Linked DNA regions of Columba livia: region 2 is linked to region 1. A link is a contact called in public Hi-C data. All regions are on one chromosome and are shown on one strand. The core of a region is the stretch at or near the end of the contact, and the rest is flanking DNA. Distances in the headings are between cores, read along the strand shown. Region 1 overlaps LOC110361895 (a long non-coding RNA gene). Region 2 holds the start of SLC22A23 (solute carrier family 22 member 23).

What was found. Hi-C and Micro-C count contacts between places; a contact is called where the count stands out from the background.
Region 2: a Hi-C map of crop shows a contact between it and region 1, with 2.9 times the contacts expected there. The contact joins the promoter of SLC22A23 here to the enhancer-like site in region 1. A contact is called at or near these places in 2 of 2 Hi-C or Micro-C datasets (crop and liver).

The regions. Positions count from the first base shown.
Region 1 is chr2:73,406,422-73,413,968 of bColLiv1.pat.W.v2, forward strand. LOC110361895 (a long non-coding RNA gene) reads left to right here. Exons shown (of 3, transcript XR_010470300.1): 2 at 6,161-6,206; 3 at 6,292-6,425. Among named protein-coding and RNA genes, the nearest start is that of SLC22A23, 46 kb to the right of the region's middle. Within about 2 kb of position 2,515, at least 1 of the 3 cell types and tissues checked has an H3K27ac peak away from gene starts, as active enhancers do.
Region 2 is chr2:73,453,101-73,460,647 of bColLiv1.pat.W.v2, forward strand. SLC22A23 (solute carrier family 22 member 23) reads left to right here and starts at 3,470. Exons shown (of 10, transcript XM_065052507.1): 1 at 3,470-5,015. The coding sequence starts at 4,485.

The DNA of each region.
Region 1 (7,547 bases), core at 1,265-3,764:
CTAGTCTGTTGGCCTGGACCTTTTTCCTAACTTAACAGAAGACAGGGTGGGCATTAGTTTTTGAGGAGTTAGTGTAGAAGGTGGGAAGCAGTATGATGTACTCTCAGTTCACCCTCAGCAAATTCACTGAGCTGTGTACACATTGCACAGACAGAGACTGTTTGTTCAAGAAAGGCATCAGGCTACGCTAATTCTCATCACAGAAGCAAGCTCATTAAGAGCTTGCAAGCCTCAAAGGATAGTCCTTTATCTTCTTACTTTAATTATGAAATCCATGAGAAATACAAAGCAATCCCTGGCTACAAAACACCAGCAACATCTTGTATTTTAAGTGGAAATGCCCTCGATTTTTCTCCTATATGACTGGTGGTACAGCAAAGTTAATAATCTTAAGTGGTATTTATCATTGCATGTAAAAAAGAAATGTAATGACATCCTATTTATATCAAGAAAGGCTTTGTGCATGTGTCACCTCTATGTTTTGACATAGCTATCTCTCAAATATCTTCTGATAGACGTTTCTGCCAATCATTATGAGGCAGTAGGAGTAAAATCTGCTAGGACATTTAACATTCAATATTGAGTATTTTGGTTTGACTTGGGTTTGTGGCTTAGTGCTCCAAACTGTACTTAGCTAGGCTGGTTTAGGAGAGTTTTAGCTTGCAGAGAAAAGGTTGTGCTACAGTCAGATTCTTACAGTTGTCTATTATCATAGCTCAGAGATCCACAACCACACGTGGAGTGCTTACATTTGCAGTCTGCTTGAACCAGACACAATAAGAAAATACTAAAACTGAGTGAAAAATGGTGCAGAAGGACAAGATTAAAAGCGATGAGGAAAACAGGGTGAGGTGCATGGCTTTGCACCCCTGCAGGTGTAAGGAACATTTAATGAAGAACTGTTGTTTTTACATAACTGAGGACCTGGCACCTGACCCCAGCATGGGGGAATGACCAAGAGATACCAGACTATGAATCCTTAATGTAAAACACAGTCTTTTCCTGGAATATATACTGATACCTGCATACACACTGATACCTGCATTTACAAGTTAATTTAGGGGAAGTACAGCCAGAGTACCAGGCATCCATATCTTAAAGAGACTGATAAGGGAAAGTGTATTGTATGCACCAGGGTAGTCTGTAAATCCTGAAGTACCCAACCAATGGGGAACAGAGGAGAGAAATTGCAGCCAGGATTTTGGCGGTGATATATGCAGGGGCTTTTTGCCCTATTAGGTGTGCCTACCTTTAGGTAGAACTCCTGGTCTTGCAAAATCATTATTAAAATACACTTTGCTGAGAGATCCTGCCTGGGCCTATTATATTTGCAAAATAATTGTTTCCTACACAGGTATGTGTACTTCGTGAGTCATCTCATGGAGTCCTCTTGGCTAATCTTATTGATCCCACCATGATTCAGGGGATAGGAATGAGGATGCAGATGCAGACAGCCAGCACAAGCCCCTTGTGGCTCATGAGCAGTTGTGTTTCCAAATTGCCAAAGCAGAAATCTGGAAGGAAAGACCTACATCTGCCTTTAGTCCTTTGTCCCAGCTTCTAACCCAGGGAGCATAAATGAGGACAGGAGCTGATTGTACTTAGCAGATCCCAACACACAGGGGAAACAGCAGATGGGAAGGAACGGTGGCACTGATATCCAAGATCCAAAAGATAGTTCCCATCATAGCGATTTTTAGGATAGGTCACACTTTTGTTTTTTCTTTCCTACTGTGACAATTCCTCCCAGTGACATCTCTTGTGATAAGAAATGTATATTGGTGGATAAAGGTGATAATCTGCTTTTCAGGTTCTGTAAATAATTTTAAGAATAGCAATATTTTATGCTTATGCAGAAACTTCTATCTCAGAATGCAACTGATCTCGCTGTGGTACAAGCATTGTATTTGAAATATAATAACCATCACACAGATGGGGAAATGACAGTAAACTCAATGTCACACAAAGTTTATCCATTGCAGTTGGGAATAAAACATGAGTTTTAGTCCTTGTTTCACAAAACAAGATCCTCCTCAACAAGAAATCTTTTTGTGTGATGTTGACTCATAACTTTTGTACACACCAGTAACTGTGGTGTACATAGTGGGTTTTTTTATAGAGGAGATTGTCTCAACTGATGAAGAAGTTATGACTCTGTATCAGATGCACTTTACCCTGACATAATTTTCTCATTACTAGTCTGCTTTGTCCCAACTTCCATTCCTATCACACTTCAGGGTTTTTTAAGGTTTTATAGGAAGAAATGTTATCTGCCCTGAAAGGAAAAGAAAGAAATTAAAGCAAAACTCCTCAGTGTATATCATCTTAATTATCCTACCCAGTACGCAAGTAGAGTGGTCATTTTGAAGTAAGGTATCTCTGTCTTTTCCTGATTCTTTTTTTTTTAATTATTTTTTTATTATTATTTTCAATGGCAGTTAAGGTGAAAGCTTTTTATATTGTTTCTCTGTGCAGCTGCTTAAAGCTGTGCAAAGTAAGTATATACTAAAAAAAAAAATCCTTCTATTTCACCTTGATAAAAAGGACCTCACAAGGTGTTGAATGATACAGAATTTTTTGTCTCTCCTTGCTGTGTCTATCAGTGTGGAAGACCGAACACATTGGCATTCAGCTGTGTCAAAAGCAAAGCTCCATGATGCACTCTGTTTCTGTGAATACTGATCCTTTGTTGCAAGGCTCTCTGTATGCATCATCAGTCACTTGACATCCTGTGTACCCTAGAAACCTAGAAACAGCAGCATCAATGCTAATTTGTTTATGTATTTTGAGGAACTTCATTTATGGTTTGACTTTGGTCATATTACTTCACAAATTAACTTTCAAGCGCCTGACTGGACAGTGTAATTGGAGACCAGCCAGACTGCCTGTGGCCTTACCATTTTTTCCTCCTTGTTTCCCATTCTAATGACTCAACTCACTCACCACACTAAGACCTCCATAGTATTCATGACCTCCCCGAGGCCTATTAAAGTTATTCATAGTTATGACTGACTGAGACCAAAGGCTGTTCACGATGCATGAGTACAGCTAAGCTGCTTTAGCTATAGGCTTAATCCAGTAGGTGGAGCAGCTGCCTGATACTGTGGAAACACCTGGTATCTTTGTTCTGGGTAGTGTGATTCTGGTGGCCTGGGGCACCTGGTAGTTATTAGCTGAAATGTGGTCATTGTTATTTGCTAGCATCCACAGGCAGGAGAGGAAGCTCTGCTCCACTAGATGCTTTGTTGAAGTTCTACTTTTTCCTGCTCTTGTGTGCTCCTGTTAAATTAGATCCCAACTCCAGAGTTTGTCATATGCTCTTAGAGCCAGCAAGGCAGATGGGGAACTCTGCTACAGATGGTATAAATCTAGTATGTCATCTGACACTGATTTGACTGATGGAAACTGATCTGAGATCAAGGCTGCTGTGGGGCTTAAGAGAAACAGGCACTACCTGCTCATGTTCTATAATTATCAGTGACTATCCTTGTGACTAAAAGATAGCCTGATGCACCTTGCAGATTTAAGGACCTCAAGTTAATAACTGTGACACATGAAGATGCCCCTTGCCTTGCATGTAAACTGTTCCACATTGTCCTGTGGGAATGGGAACACAAGGACAACTTACCATTCCCAAAGCTTTGTGGACTCCTACTACAACATTTCCCCTACTCTGTTCTGGATCAGTTTTCTGTCTCATCTGTTAGTTGGGCTGTCTGTTGGGTTGGTTTTTTTGTTTGTTTGTTTGTTTGTTTTTTCTGTTGTTAACCTTCTTCTATGGTGCCCTGTTCTATTGACTGGGTAAAGTGCTGCTAAACTTATTTCTGTCTTGACATTGCAACATGTACTTCAGAACGATAACTTCAGAGAAAACATGGTGTGACAGGCCCTCGTCCTAATACTGTTTAAACTTGTACTTCTTCAGGAAGTCAAAGAAAAGCAGATAATGATGGCATCTGTATTCTGACTATAAATCTGTGTCTCTGAATGCAAAAACTGTAGTTGTCCTTAATATGTCAGCTATTGTGTCATGTCAGTGCTACTCCAGGCAGGTGGACCGCACCTTCACATGGGGTGCAAAAGTGATGCCTTTTTATCTTCTCAAGCGCCAGTCATGGAGCCCAAAGAGAACTTGCGGGCAGTTCAGGTGTTACAAAAGCAATATATACTGCCTTTCTGCAGAGGGTCAATCTTGAATTGCCCTCTGAGGTCTTGCCTGCTCATGCTATTTAGAGCTGTTCCATTGACGTGTGGATTTGTTACCCAGACAATAACACTATGCAAAGTGGCAACTTTTTTTTTTTATATATGATACTTTAATATTGGCAGAAGACCCTGTAGCAGTCACTTTTTGTCAGTTTGGCTTTGTGGTGTTTTGTCAGCAGCAGAACAAAGGTGAGTTCTACCAGTAAAATCTCTGTTGCTGCATGTATTGTAGGAGCTGTAAGTTGTAACTTACCAATCTAGTTATATCTATATCCAACAACTGATTAGTGGTAAATCTCCTGCTAGCCTGGAAACTTCTTCTGGTAAACTCTTGGACCCATTTCTCACTTCTATTTTCTTGCTGTGACTCAGAGGGAATCTGGCCCGTTGTGATTAATTCTTCAGTTAAAGCCTAGGTGCCCTTGCTTTAATTTTTTTTGCTTCTAAGACATCTTCTCATGTTGCAATATTAAATATCTAAATCCCTCAGGGATTCATTAGCAATAAGTGATACAGGATGTAGTTTGAGAGCTGGGAAAGAGATCTTTACTGATAATACGCAGAGACCATGTTTGAGGCAAGAGGCCAGTATGTGGTGGAGCCCCAGCCTCCTACTTTGCATTTCTGAACATCAAGCTAATTTTTTCCTAAAATACTTTTCATTTTTTTGTGCTATAGCTGTGACTTGTCTTGGTTGGCAGTAATAGAGAGTGAGAAGTCTCCTTTAAATTCTTATATTCAAAACTCTTTTTAGGCTTCATATAATAGGAATAACTTCTTAAAAAGACTAAAACTGAAGGTTATGTTTGAATCAGGTATCCTTTCCTGGTTATGTAGCTTCCTGTTGTTCTGGTAATATTTAAAAAAAAAAAAAAAAGCACATAATACTTCCATAGTACTTTTAATTTCTTGGCTTTCTAATTAGCTGCCTTCTTTACACTTCACAAAGGAAATGTATCATTTGTGGATAAATCAGTACTGTTTCTCTCTAACACTTTAAAAGTTAAGCTTGGATATGATGTCAGTACAGGTAGTAGTAGAAACCAGTCTCTGCTTTTTTTTTTTTTAATAAATTATTTTTTTAATCAAGTATTGTCTAAAATGCAGAGTCCAATTAAATCCAGGGGACCCCTGATGGGGACAAAATAGGACTGGGGGTTCCCCTCTGCTGGAACCTGTTCTGCCTCTTCGCATCTCTATTCACTGCTTCTCTTTTCTGAACAGCAAAGGTGCCACTTAGTGCCAGCTGTGGCTTGATGTTATGGAAACTGATCTAGGGAGAATCAAATGTAGACTAAACTGCCATCAGGCAATAATGAGCCAGCCCACTCATGCAAAGATGGTGTTTGTGAGATTGCACCCGTAACCAGACATGCATGTTCCTCCTAGTCCTTTTGTGTAGGTTCTCTCTAAATACAGCTTTTCTCTTTGATTTCAGTCAAGGTAAAAAACCCCACAGCCCAGCTGTGAAAGTGTCAGCTATTTAGAGAATTTTATTGAGACAATAATGGCAGCAAATGTCTTGTCTCCCCTTCTCCTTGCTGCTGCTTATACCATTAAAACTAGCCTCTAAGAAGTGCAGAGTATTTATGCCCAAGAGAAACAGTGAAACCTTTCCCAAGTTGATAAGCCCTGACAAGTTCTATCTGCCACTTTATATTGTGGTTTTTCTGACCCTGTGGCTCGGTAAGCAGGTACCTAATAGATGTTCCCGGGAAGTGAGTCTGTCAAGCTGCTTCTGGAAAGTTTGAGCAGGTAGAGCACATCCATGCCGCTTCCTACCCAGGTTGTGCCCTGATGAGGTAAACTGACTCGTGTGAGAGCAGGATGGATGGTTCCTTCAGAATGAGAAACAGGCCTACAGCTTTTCTGCCAGGATGAATGGAAGCTTTGTGGTGTGTACACAGATATTTAGGATGAACTAATTTGTGGCCATTTTACTATCTCTTTGCAGATCTTGACATGTGTCTGCCTATGCAATGACTTGGTTTATTTCACTGGTGAGCAGGTGTTTGTGAGGCACTGGTCCTTGCCAGCTGAGATGACCTTGTTCACTCTGGCTTCTCTTGCCTTTTCATCTGACAGCCACCAGTCAGCTTGGAGGACCCAAGCTCAAGCTCAGACAGTGACTGAAGAGGTGACAGGCTGCAATGATTTCCAAGAGGATTAAGAACTGCAGGTACAGAGGGATGCTACCAAGGTCTTGCTCTGTCTTGAAGTGTTGTTTTTTTTCCACCAAAACAACTCCAGGAATCAATACATTAAATGAACTTTTTTCTTATGTGTCTGTTTTTATTGCTTCTTTCTTCTTTGAAATGGTGTTTTTCTGGGGTGGGTGGTGTTGATTTAATTCTGGTATGGTTCTACTGGCTTTTCTGGAGTTCCCCATTGCAGCAGAATTTATGATCATCCATGACTTCTTCCATTCTCAGCAGTGAGTGGAAACATTATGCAGAAGTGTGGTGAAAGCTAAGAGCTGAGAAGGAGATCTGTCCTGGTGAGGTTCCTGCTCATGTGTTTGGAATCCTTCTTGCATTTTGGCCAATCCAGTACACAACCAAAACAGGTTCCTGGGACAGTTTGGGACTCAAGAGCGCAGCTACCCTATTCCTGGACTGGCCATAACTGTGTTGCTCCTGACAGACGTTTGGAGGAAAGTAGGATTTGGAAAATACTAGTTGTTGCTAAAAATACTACCTGTCTTCTAAAACACTTTGAGTTAAATACACTCTGTCAGCTAGGCTACCTAGTGTAGCCAATGTTTTTATGGTAACATGTACCTCTATGAGCTTTACTGCTATATCTATAAACAACTGGCTACATAAAGAGCTATTTTGTCTTTTGGCTATGACTTGTACCCAAAATTTCCAAGGGGAAGGGCAAATTTGAGGCTGGTACCCCATCGTGTACAGCAGTCTTGGATCAGACTATGTGGGCCTGCCACATGAATAGGCTGAACAAAGACCTACAGGGTAGAAAAGAGGGTGGTTATTAAAAAGCTTTTTAGGGGTCCATGTGTCTGGCATAGGTTAGTAAGGAAGCTTTTGAGAGAGAGAAGAGCCAGGACATGCAAGCATGGGATATTTTGCCTGAAAGAATGTATAAGGCAGAAATAAGAACAAACCATTAACTCCTGGAAGTGCTCTAAAGAGGACATGGAGATGGTGACTGCAAGAGTTCAAGAGAGGTTGGAGGAGCAGTCAAGTGAAATCATGTTAGAGATGGCCCTGAGGGAAAATCTGATGCCTGCTGAGCCTTTGCTGGACAACTGATTGTGGTTGTTCTTTATTGGGTATCTCCCTGAAGCTGGGAGAAAAGCCCCTGCTGCAGGATCTCGTGCC
Region 2 (7,547 bases), core at 2,220-4,719, 48 kb after region 1:
TGTTCTTCAATGGCAGGCTTGCTCTGCAGAGCGGTGAAGTTCACTGGTTTCCACCACTGTCATGTTGTACCAGCTTTCAAGCTGCTTTGTGTTATGGCAGGGATGAAACTGCTCCTGTCAGAGGAAACCAAACCTTTCTTTTCTGCTTCTTCTCCTCAAAATCTTTAGGACACATGTTATAATGGTACACAGTTTTCTTAATATAAATCAATGTTGAAAAAATAAGCCAAAAGACACTGATTCGTTCTCTGATTGAATGCAACTTATATTTTAAACAGTATCTTTTTGTCTTCTAGCAAAGAGGCACCCCAAAGATCCTGTGTCTTCTCTCTAAGGTCTAGAGGTACTGTTGGAGAAACCATGCTTGATCACAAAACGTAGCATCTCACAAAGCCTTGCATAGGAGAGAGAGGCTTGCCTCTGTAATCTTAACTGCAGCATTTACTCATGTGTAGGCTCCACTACACAGCTGAAATATTCCTTTCAAATCTTTCTCATTTCCTCATTCAAACAAAACACAATTTTCACAAGAATTTGTGAAGGCATTTCTGTTATTTGAAAGATATTTTTCCATGAAGTTTTCCTTCAGTGGCACTTGTTCCATCAAAAATTTATTTCTTAACTCCTAGAAATGTGTTTTCTTTCCTGTATTGTCCTCAGCCTTCTAGTACTCAGAAACAGTCTCTCAGGCATCCCTGTTTCAAGGGTGGGAGAACTTCTACTATGTAAAAATAAGTAACTCTCAGGAATATGCTACCTTTGAAATTTTTCATTTCCAAATGAAACCTCAGGATGTAGGAGCCAAACAGAAGAGGTACTTGGGATTAAAATGTTTGGTCAGTTTGCATAAGGGTTGTTGCCTCTCGTTAGGGTCTTTTCATTGTACTGTATGGTTGTATTCCGTTTCTACAGATTTGCTCATTTACAGTACATCTGCCTCCTTCTCTAAGAGCTCTTCTTTTCCCTTCTATCTCTTCTAAGTTTTAAACTCTTTACTTTCTTCAGTCAAATTCCTCTTTTCTCAAAACTTCTGCTTGAGATCTCCATTCTCAAAGTCCTCTCCTCCTCTCCATTTCTCTGTGCCAACTCCAAGCCATGCTGAGGCCTTTTTGACTTTGTAGGAAAAGAGAGTTAGTTGTTGATAGCTGGGAGTTACTGGAAGATCTGTTCCAGGTGATCCCATTGCATAAGAAATAGAGGAAGGGTAGGAAACAACCAATCCAGCTGAATTGTGAGTTCAAAAAAAGAGGAAGCACAGAGAAAGTAGGTCATGTTTCCACGGGGTAAGTACAGAAGCATCATCCAGTAAGACTAGATGGGAACAAACACAAAAAAAGTCAATACAACAAATAAAACTTAGCTAACAAGAGCATCGCAAGTAACAAGAAATCGTTTGGTAAGTGCATCAGCAGTAAGAGGAAGTCAAAAGCAAGTGGATTACTCATCAGAGAGGGAAAGATATTGACTGATGTTGAGAAGGCTCAGAGTGCCTCAAGCCTTTTTTGCACCAGTCTTGGCCGAAAGAGGTCACTTGTGATCAGTTGATTGACAAAATACATATTAATGACAAAGCAATGAGGTTTCAGCCTGGACTGAGACAGAAATGTTTACAAGAGTATGCAGAAAACTTAGAAGTTTGCAAACCAAGAGGCTGGCTGGACTTCACACCAGCATACTGAAGGAAGTGGCTCAAATAACATTGGAAGCACAAGTGTTTGTCTCTGAGAGCTCAGGGAGGACAGCCAAGGGCCCTGCTGATAGAAAAAGGCAGAACTGGTCTTTAAAAAGGGCATAAATACATAAATAAATAAATAGACCAGTCAAACTTTTTTTTCCCCAGAAAGCACCTGGTACAGACTTTGTTATGAAAGAAAGGAACAAGGCTGCAATTATCTGTGCCTTGGTTAGGCTCTGCACAGCCATTCATAAATGAAGGAGTTCAGTTTATGTGAAAAAAATTGGGCAGTGGGTACAAAACTGTGAAAAGAACAGTTGTCAGTGGTTTACTGACAAATGGGTGGATTATAGCTGCAGTTCCAAAGGGGTCAGTCCTGAGATGTTTCATTAGCAGCCTTCAGAGAAGCTGCTACTAGAGGAGCAACTGCAAGTACATCGGAGGATGAAATAAGAAATCAAAATAATCACAGAATCACAGAATGTTAGGGATTGGAAGGGGCCTCGAAAGATCATCTAGTCCAATCCCCCCACCGGAGCAGGAAACTGCTTGGGAAGGACAGAATAGGACTTAAAAGCCACAAGAGGAATTGTTTTTGCAGGCAGGGTTAACCCCCTGCACACACAGAGGCTGGGGCACAGCTCCTTGCACACTGCAGGCAACAGCTGAGGGAAAGCAGAGGAGAGATGGTGGCTGAGGAGACAGCAGGGGAGCTGGACAAATGGCAGCTGGTTGGCATAAAGAAAACATGGCACAGGTGACATGATAACAGTCATCAGATGTAAAAGAGCACTGCAACACAGGAAGAGGAGACTTCCCTGGGCAGGGAGCACCAGGTTCATGTTTCAGCAAGGAATAATTAAATCAGACAGGAGAAGTTCCAGCTGGGGAGGCTGCAGGGCCGCTTGGGTACTGGGGATCCCTCAGAGCAGGACGGAGGGTAACCCGAAAAAGGGATCTAAAACCACCAATAGATGGGAAACCTTTTTGGTGTTCTATGCAAGAAAAAGAGCTAACAGGAGGAAGATCTAAGGAATTAATGGTGTATGATAACTCATTTGCAGAGACTGGATCAAGTAAATGAAAATCTGTTGACTCTCCCATTTATATTTGGTAATGACAGCAGTCCTCTTCTGATACACACAAGTATTTTCTGCTCACTTGCCACGTTCATGTGCACAAGTGCATATTGATCTGTTGTCTCTCTTTCTCTTCTTCCAAAGAAAAAAATAACCACAGAGTTCAGTAATGCATGAGCTATGCTCCACAATGAAAATAGTCTGAGGCACTCAGATGCTAAAGTAAATTTATCTTAACATAAAAATAACCTTAATAAGTTTGATCCGTTTATTTTACAATTAATTTGACAATTAATGTCAGGTGTTAATATGATTATTATTTTTTAAGTGTGTACTAATTTGACAGCCTGACTGAAACAACGCAGGTACATCTCCTTGCAGTGCTCTAAGTCTCAGAAATGCCCCCTTTGACTTCCAGTTCTTCCCTGTAGGTCTGTCCCCGCTGCAGCCTCCCCTCTTCAGCCGCCCAGGGTGCTCCTCCAGCCCAGCCAGCTGCAGCGGCGCTGCATTATTAAAGGGATGCCGTGTAAATAATTGATATGGAAATAACAGCGCGCCGTCCAGCGAGAGCACCTCCTTCCCCGGCCCTCACCCCACCGCCGCGATACGCGATACCTGCCCCGGCGCGGCGGAGCGCAAAGCGGCCGCGGGGCGGCGCGGAGCCCACGCGGGGCCGCCCCTCCACGCCCTCCCGGCGCCGTCCCGCCCCCGGCGGCGGCGGGTCCCTGCAGGGGGGCCGGGCCGGGCCGGCGGCGCGGCGGGAGCAGGTGCGGCCGCCCGGCACCGCGGGGGCGGAGCGGAGGGCGGTGGCCGCGGCCGGGCCGGGCCGGCAGGTAGGGGCCGCCGGGAGGCGGAGGGTGAGGAGCTGGGCGGGCTGCCCGGCCTCTGGAGGTGCGGCCGGCGGCACGGCGAGCGGGCTGCCGCGGGAGGAGGAGGACGGCGGCGGCGGCGGTCTCCGCAGCCCGGGCCGCGGAGGGGCCCCTTGCTGCAGAGCCAGATGTGCGGGACGGGGGGCTGCGAGGGGCCGGTGGGGGGGTGTTGGGGGCTGCCGCCGCCGCTGCTGCCGCGGCCGGGGGGGAACCCTTAGCTGTGCGGGAAGCGGGGAAGCCGCGTCGGGAGCTGTTATTTTCTTCTCCCCCTTCCTTTGCCTTTCCTCTCCTGCCTCCTCCTCCTCGTCCTCACCAAAACCGGGAGAGGAGGCGTGTTCGTAGAGCCTTGCTGCACCGGTTTTGCTTGGTTTGTTGTTGCAGGGTTTGGTTCGCCGGGTGGTGGAGGGTTTTTTCTCTGTGTATTGTGGTCTTCTTTTCCTTCGGTTCCTTCTCCCTCCCTTTCCTTTGGCCCATTGCATGCTCGGATCCGGCTGGATCCTTCCTTTTATTTTCGGTGGTGCTTCTAAGAGGGGGGAAGGGAGAGCTGGGATGAGTGCAGCTTGACGCACAGGCGAGGGGAGGGGGGGCACCGCCGGCAGCTGCAGCGGTTCGTGGCCGCAGGGTGCGGGTGAGGAAGGGAGCGAGCGAGGGGTTCGCTCGGTGCCTCCCCCTTTCTTCACCCATCTCCTTCCTCCCCTCCTGCCCTCCCCATCCGTCTGCTGCCGGGTCCGGCTGGGAGCGTGTGTGCAATATATAACGTTGTAAGGTGTGTGTGCGCGGAGGAGAGGGAGGGAAGGACTCGCGAGTGAGCCGGGGCTGCCCCAGCCCCCCTTATGTGACTCCCCCCTCCCGGGCGGCTGGATGGCGATAGACCGGCGCCGTGAGGCGGGCGGCGGGGGCCGGCCGCTGCCGGAGGAGAACGGCTCGGTGCCGGGGGCCGCGGGGGGGAGTGCCGCCACCCCCCCGGGGCCGTCCCCCGCCAACGCCACCGGGGCTGAGATCCAGGCGGTACCGGTGCCGTCGCCCGCTGCCGCCTGCAGCCCGCTGCTCCTCGACTACGACGGCTCGGTTCTGCCCTTCCTCGGGGGACTGGGCGGCCGGTACCAGCGGACCCTGGTGCTGCTCACCTGGGTGCCGGCTCTCTTCATTGGCTTCAGCAAGTTCTCGGACTCTTTCCTCCTGGACCAGCCCGACTTCTGGTGCCGGGAGGCCGACGGGCAGGGCAACTGGAGCCGGTCCCTGGCGACGGGACACGCCAACCACAGCGGCAACGGGAGCATCTTCCCCACGCCCGGACTGCCCACCCCCGCAGGGGGCAATGTCAGCGAGTGCGACTGCCACGAGTGGCACTACCGCATCAGAGCCGGTCTCGTTCAAAACGTCGTGAGCAAGGTGAGAAAGGCGTCTTTCTTCAGCCCCTCTCCCTGTCCAGCCCTCACAGACCGCCTTGTCTCTACTCCAGCCCTGCTTGACATCTGCTCATCTCAAGCAGTGTGAAGCGAGCTAAACATCATGCACACCTGTCTGTATATGCCACTGCTGGGTCGGTCAGCTGCCCCATGGGTCACCCTCTCACCAGCAGAAAATCCCGCATCCCTGTAATCCTTTCCTTCTCTGTGTGTCACACCTGATATCTGTCCTGTGGGTTTGTTCCTTTCTTGCTGGTTGTGATGCTGAGCTGCAAGGTTATGTCCTGAAATGGGATCCTTGGCAGCTCTTTGGGATCCCAGCAACCGTCCTGCTGTCTTGCAATGGAGGTGTCTGTGGGAAAGACAACATGGACGAGTGTCACCAGGTAGTGGGGGGAAAGGGTTGTGGAGAAGGTTCCTCTTGTGATGTCACTCATCTTGGTGCAAATACACCATAACAGCCATACAGCCAAAAAACATGTTGATTTTGGGAGAAGCTGATGAGGTGGTCACTGGGGAGAAAAACAAAGTTCTGCTGAGTTGTTCTTGTTTTGTACTTACTCTCTTGATAACTGCTTTGGTAGAGCAATAACAGAAGAAATGTCTCATACAAGTTGTACTCCAGAGGCAGAAAACGCATGCTGCTCTGTTTTGTGTTTCCTAATGTAACGGCTAAGGTGGAAAATTTCTAGTGAGGCGGACTGTGCCGCGTTCTAATCTTGCTTCATGTTTGCTGAGTAGTGCATGCAAAAAAAACGCTTTGCCTTTTCACCTGAAAGCTTTGGCTTGTTTATGCTACCAGACCTGCAAAAGCCCTACCATCTCCGGGTGGGCCTCAATGATATTAATAAGCAACTGGAGCTCTAGGAAATGTAAAATGAAACTCTTACACCAAGGAAGTAGTTCCTGTAGTGTGAAGACTCCCCCCTTAAGATCAGCAAAAATTACTTCCTGCCCGGGAGCAGTGTTTTGGATTAACTGTGCTTATCTAGTTGGGAGAAAGAAACGCAGCAATAATCAGGTGACCAGTATGATTGTGCATTGGTCAGCCAGCATGCATGCATATTCATCACTGAAAAACATTTAAGTTTTTTTGTGTGTGTGTGTCCCTTGAAAGCGTGTGCAACTGGGGGAAAAGCAAGTAAAGCAAATCCCTCAAAACCTTGAACCCTGAATGGATTAAAAAAACACAAAAACTAGCCCCGCTACACTCCTAACATGAGAAAACACAGGCACATGGTGGATTTGACTGGTTTGTGATGCAGAAGAGCATAATATGAAATTTGACATTTAAGAGAAGCAGATTTTATTCTGTTTATAACCAGAAACTGAGCTCTTCATATGTTTTAGGGTTTAACACTGATGCATAGAAAAAAAAAATATTTCCTTTTAGAGCAAGCTGTATTTTTTTTAATATTTGAATCTTTTGAAGGTCGTAATCAAGTTGGCCACAAAAGGTCGGGGGAGAGTTAGTTTGCTATATTGCATGCTTCTTTAAAAATAACAAAAGAAGTGTTCTTTGGAAGAACTTGCAGTAAAGGGCAGATCAATTTTAAGGGATAAATAAACAGCTGTGGTCCCTCCTGCCTTGTTTTCTATTACAAAGAATAATAGTAATCTTTGGAGACTATGGGATTTTCCAGTGTGGAGTTTTATTTTTGTTGTATGCTCACTTTCAAAAACTTGGCAGCTTTTTCTCTTTGATTTGTAATCCCATGTAATTATAATTAGGTTGTTTTCTCAGGGTCAGGATTCCTCCTTACTTTGTGCTTTGGTTTTGTTTTGGGGGTTTTCTGGGTGGGTGTGCTGCCTTTTTTTATCCTACTGAAGAAAGAGAAGAAAAACCCAGGCAGAACATCAGGGTAGCTTAATTTGGACTTCCTTTCTAAAAAACCCCCAGGAGCTCTGATAGTGTGGGAGCAATCCTTGTAATTGCTGAGTCTTCTTACATGCATCCACTGTCCTTTGTGAGAAAGAGCTGCCCTGGATGAATTCAGAAGACTGGATATTCTGATCTCCTTTAACTCCCTCAGAAATACATTTGTTTCTGTAAGGTATTATGCAATGTTCTCATCTTTCTAAATAGATTTTTATTAAATCTTAGTCTAATATACACTAATCTATGTAGTAGCCAGGGGTTATATTGAAATATCACAAAGAGAGCCAAAAGTGTATTAATAAAAAATGAACTTTTGTTTGGCCAGTAAACCCCATTGTTCTCATCTTCAGCAGTCCAAGCTAATCACTGCCGGATGCTCCTTCGCTGCTTTGTCTTCAGAAACGATGAAAAAATTGTGGTTATTTAGCGCAAAGCATATTTCCTGCTCTGCGTTTTGTCCGTGCACATGAGACTTCACTGCACCATGTTCCTCTGGAGCAGATTGCTGTCCTTAAAGTATGTTAAATTACTGTCTCGTAGCCTCTTTCCTAATGGTACCCTTCATCAGATGTTGTCTCTCTGTCTCTGCTTTCTCAGCTGTCTCAACCTCGATGCCCGTTTTTTCCCAGCCTATGG